2 separate regions of the Zea mays genome follow, and region 1 is linked to region 2. A link is a contact called in public Hi-C data. All regions are on one chromosome and are shown on one strand. The core of a region is the stretch at or near the end of the contact, and the rest is flanking DNA. Distances in the headings are between cores, read along the strand shown. Region 1 holds the start of LOC100280169 (Aspartic proteinase A1). Region 2 holds the start of LOC100274396.

Evidence for each region. Hi-C and Micro-C count contacts between places; a contact is called where the count stands out from the background.
Region 1: a Hi-C map of ear shows a contact between it and region 2, with 1.6 times the contacts expected there. The contact joins the promoter of LOC100280169 here to the promoter of LOC100274396 in region 2. A contact is called at or near these places in 2 of 25 Hi-C or Micro-C datasets (ear and tassel).

Annotation. Positions count from the first base shown.
Region 1 is chr10:88,880,811-88,884,644 of Zm-B73-REFERENCE-NAM-5.0, forward strand. It overlaps LOC100280169 (Aspartic proteinase A1), which reads left to right and starts at 1,367. Exons shown (of 12, transcript NM_001360696.1): 1 at 1,367-1,433; 2 at 1,512-1,884; 3 at 2,014-2,074; 4 at 2,184-2,278; 5 at 2,371-2,483; 6 at 2,555-2,831; 7 at 2,955-3,068; 8 at 3,164-3,228; 9 at 3,325-3,466; 10 at 3,597-3,716; 11 at 3,809-3,834. The coding sequence starts at 1,516.
Region 2 is chr10:88,327,713-88,331,794 of Zm-B73-REFERENCE-NAM-5.0, forward strand. It overlaps LOC100274396, which reads right to left and starts at 1,274. Exons shown (of 12, transcript NM_001148756.1): 1 at 1,209-1,274. It also overlaps the pseudogene LOC103642603.

The sequences.
Region 1 (3,834 bases), core at 117-2,616, 550 kb after region 2:
TGATTGACACCTAACCATGTTTTCATAAATATGTACGACAGTCCTAGAACGCATACGCTACACAAGACCAAGATAACGGCGCACCTGAGGAGCGTAGGACTACTCACACAGGGATCGAACACCAAGGCCTACAACAAGCATATTGGACCCCCGATTCTAGCAATGAAAGACAAGGCTCGTCTTCACCCCTACTTTCGTATGTCAATTATCCGGTTGGTGAGGTGACACAACAACCAATGAGGTGGGTGTATGAATGGGAGGACACTGAGTACTACCAATTGTTGGCGGAGCCGTGGAGTACGACTTCTGCGTGGACGAGTCAGACCTGGGTAGAGTACAAGGCACAATTGATGCGTGATCAAGGTATTATGTTTCTATCAACAGAGGAGTACAATATGGCACAAGCATAACATCAGTGGAATGCGCTCCCGTGGGAACGATCTTCGACGGAGGAGCAACTGTGAACTATAAAACATGTATCTGTATCTTCGATGTTGGTTGTGAACTATGAAACGATGGCATGTAAGGTATTTGAACTGCTAAATGTTGTTATTGGACTTGTTGATAATGTTTGGTGGTGATCTTTTGTTCAAATTAGGAGGCCTCAATGTGCTTTATTTGCAAAAAAATTACACATGGCTCGGTTTCCGTTTATATGCCACCGGTTTATCAGGGCAGAAGTCGATTAATCAGACTTATCGGACGATTTATCGGTTTCGAACTGTTTTGAATTAAAAAAACTAAACGATTTTGATTTCGGCCGATTTTTACCGGTTTGTCACGATAAACCGGCTATCGGTCCCGGTCGGTTTTCACCCATTAAGGCTTTTATTTGAGTTCTCTAGTATTGACCTTAATCCACGTGTGTTAAGATAGATTGTAGCGTAAATTAGTTTAAATTTCAACTCAACTCATCTCAATACATAAAGCCCAACCGGTTTGGTGAACCCTGGTAGGGACTAGGGAGTAGGGACATAAGAAATAATCTTGCCTCTAGTACGGCCTCGTGCATAGGAAGAAATAGATTTTTTGGGGGTCCCTCGTAATATAAAGATATCCTCCGGGGTGTGCAACACGCGCCCGCCCAATCACGAACCACCCACAAACCTACCTCCGCCGCTGTGGGGACTGACGCACGGGCCAGGCCCACGCTCGGGTGACACATTCGTACGTCGACGCATCAATGCGCCCGCCGGGTCGTCCGAGTGAGTAGCTTCAAGAAAGACAGGCACAGGACAGGGGGACTGGACGTAGTAGTACGTGGACGATGCCAATCCCAGTGTTTGTGTTTGTCGCCTAGACGCCTCAAGGCCCTCTTTCCCCCTCTCCGCCTTGACTCACTCACTTGGCCACTCTTCTTCCTCCTCATCAAACCGCTCTCCAGCACTTGTTCGGAAGAAAAAGAAGGTAGAACACGCTAACAAGACAACAAGGTGAGTAGTTTCTTGCTCCAACCGCCTTACCTGCCGTTGACTCGCTTGCTGCCTCGGCTCATGGGGCGCTACCTGTAGGATCATGGGGCGCGGGCGCGGCCACCTCCTGCTGCCGGCAGCAGCCGCCTGCCTGTGGGCGCTGTCGTGCGCGCTGCTGCTGCACGCGTCCCCTCACGGCGCTGGCGCCGGCGCCGGCGGCCTGCTGAGGGTCGGGCTCAGCAGGCGCGGCGGCGGGCTCGACCAGCGCGCGCTGGCGGCGGCCAAGGCCGCGAGGCAGCAGGAGGCAAGCCGTCTCGGGGCCTCCGGCGGCGGCGACGTCCCTCTCGTCGACTACCTCAACACCCAGTACTACGGGGTCGTCGGCATCGGCACGCCGCCGCAGAACTTCACCGTCATCTTCGACACCGGCAGCTCCAACCTCTGGGTCCCCTCCTCCAGATGCTACTTCTCGGTCCGGTTCCCTTCCTTCCTTGCTTGCTTTTCCTTCTCTCTCTCTGGCTCTCTGCCTGGCGCTTACTAGTCCTTCACTCCTTCCACTGAATTTATTTATTGTATATTTTGTTCGACTGCGCGCATGCAGATTGCCTGCTACCTGCACCACAGATACAAGTCGGCCAAGTCTAGCACGTACAAGGCGGACGGTACGGTATACATTTCTGGCCACGCCTCATCACCGTCTTCTCATCTTTCTCCTCTTCTTGGGTTTTCGGATAGTCCAAAGCGCATCTCTTTCTTGCTCAATTCGTCCAGGCGAGACCTGCAAGATCACCTACGGCTCCGGCTCGATCGCCGGGTTCTTCAGCGACGACGACGTGCTGGTCGGGGACCTGACCGTCAAAAACCAGGTCAAAATCTAACACCTCCTGCCTGCCTTCAGTGTCGTTGACACATATCTCTGCTCCGACGCTCTCAAATTAAACCAACCCACACATTGCAGAAGTTCATCGAGACAACGCGCGAAAGCAGCATAACGTTCATAATCGGCAAGTTCGACGGCATCCTCGGTCTCGGATACCCCGAGATCTCCGTCGGCAAGGCTCCTCCGATCTGGTAGGTATCTATCTCATTGCTCTTGCACCCGCCGGCGGGCGGCGGCCGGCCCATCACATGTAGGTTGCCAGGCAGAGCATGCAGGAGCAGGAGCTGCTGGCGGAGGACGTCTTCTCCTTCTGGCTGAACCGGAGCCCGGACGCGGCGGCGGCCGGCGGCGAGCTCGTCTTCGGCGGCGTCGACCCTGCGCACTTCAGCGGGAACCACACCTACGTCCCCGTCTCCCGCAAGGGATACTGGCAGTTCGACATGGGGGACCTTCTCATCGACGGCCACTCCACCGGTTTCTGCGCCAAGGGGTGCGCTGCCATCGTCGACTCCGGGACTTCCTTGCTCGCTGGCCCAACGGTATGTCGTTCTCTGTCTCCACTCTCCGTCCATACCGATGATCCTCCTCCTCAAGTTTCTCTGTACTTGTACTTTGGATGAAGTTCTCTAACAGACAGCAGACATGTCTGATGTTTCTTGCAGGCCATAATTGCCCAGGTGAACGAAGCGATCGGGGCAGACGGGATCATCAGCACGGAGTGCAAGGAAGTTGTGAGCCAGTACGGAGAGATGATCCTCGACATGCTCATCGCACAGGTCTGCTAGCGCTAGCTAGCTAGAGTTTCTGCGTTTCATACCTCTGTTTAGCTAGCTCTGAACTCCAGTTAATCTGCCCTTGACACTGCATGCAGACGGATCCACAGAGGGTGTGCAGCCAGGTTGGTCTGTGCGTGTTCGATGGCGCTCGATCTGTCAGGTGAGAGGCCCTGTTTTGCTTGGCACAGCAAGCATGTTCTTCTTCTTCCCATGCTGGTGGTAAACTATCATCGGATCACGCGAAAATTTCCTGCAGCGAGGGGATTGAATCTGTCGTCGGGAAAGAAAACCTGGGCTCAGATGTCATGTGCTCGGCCTGTCAGATGGCTGTCGTGTGGATAGAGAACCAGCTCCGCGAAAACAAGACCAAGGAGCTCATACTGCAGTACGCTAACCAGGTAACCAAACTAACGATTTACTCTGCATCTTTTTTTTCTTCTTCTTCTTTGGCCAATTTCTTGGATCGTATCTGTTGTATATATATAATAACCGGTGACAGGATTCTGCCTGTGTTCTTGCATGCACCAGCTGTGTGAGCGTCTGCCGAGCCCCAACGGAGAGTCAACAGTCAGCTGCCAGGAGATCTCCAAGATGCCCAGCCTTGCGTTCACCATCGCAAACAAGACCTTCACCCTAACACCCCAGCAGGTGCTTTCTTGTAGCCCATGGATCATTTCTTGCACACAGCGCCGCCTCACACGTTACCAAAACCAAACATGTATGTGTTCCATTCCATCCAGTACATTGTGAAGCTGGAGCAAGGAGG
Region 2 (4,082 bases), core at 24-2,523:
CCAGGTAATTTCAGATGGGACAGCTTCTCTTTAATGCTTTTTCAGTTGTAACAAGAGAGGAACCATTATCATTGTACGGTAATTTTAAGTTAGACTAGCTGCAATAGCCTTGATGTGAGTTGGTGTTAATAAAGACAGCCAGCCGCCTCGCCGGAAGAGTACTCGAGGGCTAACAAGGAGTTCCACAAGCTGGAGAGCACCATGGAATTGATCAAAGACCTGAGATCGAAACAGGAGGTTGTGAATTGTGATCTTGTTACATTTTTTAAACAAGACACAACCTACTGTATGTATCAATGTATGAACTATTGAGGATTCAGAGGAGTCTATTTATGTTCCGATCATAGGAAATCGAGGGTCTCAAATCTTTGGTAGCAAATGATCGTGAAGAGAAAGACATGTGTGAGATGGCAGCAGAGGAGCTTCTTGTGGCTGTCGAGGAGGAGAAACGATTGCAGCATGAACTGTTTAGATCGCTGCTTCCAAAGGATGAAGCAGATGAAAAGGATTGCATATTGGAGGTGCGGGCAGGTAAACCAGATCTTGCCCTTGTACGCACATGAGCACAATTCACCTTTCAGTTATTGGGCAACAAGTGAGACTGACGGTGATGTCATATTGCAGGAACTGGAGGAGAAAGAGGCTTCTTTGTTTGCAATGGATATATTTAGAATGTCAGTTATCTTGCTCTGCAGCTAATGTGTGTGATCATCACTCTATGTCGCTAAGCTTGATTCTTCTACGTTACAGGTACGAGAAATATGCCCAGAAGAATGGATGGAAATTTGATGTCATTGACATAATGGAGTCTGCTGTGAAAGGGTACAAGGTACAACCTTTGTTAGTATTTCCCAGCTTTTGTTTGGATATATACACACGTTTTTTTCGCTGTAGCCAAAGGTATTTTCACCATTTCTCGGCACGAACGAACGAAACCAGGGAACCTAGGATGCCGAGCCCCAGCTTTGGATGGATGGCGGCAAGGAATGCGCGAGACGCGCGCCGGAGCGTACCGCCTGACCGAGCGAGCAGCAGCTGGCCGCGGAACCAACCATTGCGGGAGCCCGCAGCTCCTAGAACCGCCCGCCTTTGTTTTGACACACAGACAACGAGAACAAAACCCTACGGGCGAAGGGAGAGGAAGCGGGCACCGGAACGCAGAGCGCCAGCGGAGGCGCCTAGCGGACCGAAGGAGAAGGGACGCTCACCTGCTGCTGCTGCGCGGCGGCGGCGCGGGGTGGTCGGGCGGATCCGAGTCCGACGAGATCCGGCGGAGGCAGCGGGCGGGTGGGTGGAGTCAGTGGGATGAGATGGGGTAAAACAAGTTCCGGTTGAGGCCCAGTTCGGCACGCCATGGTTCAAGCCAGGCCGGTAATTAAACCAGCCCAGGAATGAGTGAAACCTGGTTTGCCACTTATTCCGATCACCACCTCATTTTCATGCTAGGAACTAATCCAAAAGTTGGATCACCTGTACTTATTCTAGGTACAAGATTGAGGGAAGAAAGTCCAAACCAGATTGTTTATTTTCGGATCAGTTCAAAACGAACATCTACACCAAACTGAATCAGATTCTAAATCGTACTGATTTATTCCGTCTAGAACGAGGCCTGAGGGGAGGGGGATCGTCTCGTCTCAGATCCGACCCGTCTGCAGCGCACGCCGTGCCGGGCCGCGCTCCGGCCCATTTATAGCACCCCGTCGGCAGCGGACACGGGCGCAGTGGAGTGCTGGAGGCCCGCCGCTGTCGGATTGGATTTGGTCGGATCCGGCGGGCGAGGCGAGGGGGGCGGGCAGTGGCGCTGTACTGCTGTAGCATGTAACGGGTCGAGCTTGCCACAATGCCATTCACATTCACTAGCAGCTAGGTTTGTTAGTGTTTAGCTGAAATATGACCAGCTTTAGGGGATATTTGAATGCGCTACATCTTATAGTTAGTTGGCTAAAAATAGCTAGTGAAATTAACTAGCTAATAAATAGCTAGCTAACTATTAACTAATTTGCTAAAAATAACTAAGGGTGTGTTTGGTTTGGCTTTTGGCTTTGGCTTTTGCCCCCTAAAAGCCAAAAGCCAACCAAAGGGCTGGATCCAGGAAGCAGCTTTTTCTAAAAGCCGACTTTCTCGTAGTGCAAAACTGAAAGCACCCCTGGACCTGCTTTTAGTGGCTTTTGGATGGAACTGTGAAAACATATATCGAAGAACTTTTAACGACTTTTAGTGGTTTCCACCAAACGATTTTTAGCTTTTTAACAGCACACAGCCTACATCAGCTTTTTCCACAGCTCACAGCCCACAGCAACTTTTTCCACAGCCACAGCCCAACCAAACAGACCCTAATAACTAAACTATTAGATAGATTGTTTGGATATTTTTAACTAATTTTAACAGCTAACTTTAGCTATAATGCATTCAAACACTCCCTTAGCTGCTAAGGAATGTCAAGTACACCAGATATTATGTTTTTCGTATGTATTTGTGCTAGATTTCAATCTGATCCTAAGGAATACCACCTTGTGGCAGTGAAGTAGATTTTGAGACATTCAGTTCACAAGCCTCACTTTGGGCTCTGGTAACCTAAGGAGTCTACCTTTGATCTAATTGGGTACTCGGATTCCGATTATGTCGGGTGCAAGGTAGATATGAAGAGCACATTAGGGACATGTCTGTTTTTTTGGAGGTCCCTAGCGTCTTGGAGCTCAAAGAAATAGAATTTCGCTGCCCTATCCACCGCCGAGGCCAAGTATATTGCCGGAGGGTATTGCTGTGTGCAATTGCTTTGGATGAGGCAAACACTCAAAGACTTTGGCTACTCAAAGGAAAATGGGCTTAACCATTTCCTATAATCGATTTTGGTATTTGACGTCCATCACAAATCATATGGTCAAGCTTGCCATAATGTCATTCACATTCACTAGCATCTAAAAATATGACCGCCTTTAGGGGATATTTGAATGCACTAGATCTTATAGTTAGTTGGCTAAAAATAGCTAGTGAAATTAACTAGCTAAGAGCAACTCCAATAGTTATGTAAATTTTAGCTCTCTAAATCACATATTTAAGAAGTTGCTAAATAGCTTTTGGAGTAAAAAAATGTGAGTTCTCCAATAGTTCTCTAAATATAGGTTGTAATTTTGTTTTGTATTTATCCACATAAAAATAAGTCACAAAAACTATATAATACAGTCAACATTTTTGTTTAGGGAGTTGTTAAATGGTTGCCAAATGTAGAGAGAAAATGAGGTTAGATGACAAGTTGTTAAATTTAGAAAGTTCATTTAGAGAACTGTTGGAGAATAGTTTTCATGTTAACTACCTAAATTATTGATTTAGGAAGTCTTTTAGAGAACCACTAGAGTTGCTCTAATAAATAGCTAGCTAACTATTAGCTAATTTGCTAAAAAAAAACTAATAACTAAACTATTAGATAGATTGTTTGGATGTTTTTAACTAATTTTAACAGCTAACTTTTGCTCTAGTGCATTCAAACACTCCCTTGGTTGCTAAGGAATGTCAAGTACACCAGATATTATGTTTTTCGTATGTATGTGTGCTAGATTTCAATCTGATCCTAAAGAATACCACCTTGTGGCAGTGAAGTGGATTTTGAGACATTTAGTTCACAAGCCTCACTTCAGGCTCTAGTATCCTAAGGAGTCTACCTTTGATTTAATTGGGTATCCGGATTCCGATTATGTCAGGTGCAAGGTAGATATGTGAGAGCACCTAGAGGGGGGTGAATATGTGATCCTGTGAAACTTGAAAACTTAATGCCACAAAACCTGGTTAGGCGTTAGCACAATAATGCCAAGTGGCTAGAGAGGAGTCTCAACAAAACACAATAACCACAAGAGATCAATCACAGAGATGGCACAGTGGTTTATCTCGTGGTTCGGCCAAGACCAACGCTTGCCTACTCCACGTTGTGGCGTCCCAACGGACGAGGGTTGCAATCAACCCCTCTCAAGCGGTCCAAAGACCCACTTGAATACCACGGTGTTTTGCTTGCTTTACTATATCCCGTTTGCGAGGAATCTCCACAACTTGGAGCCTCTCGCCCTTACACTTGAAATTCACAAGGAAAC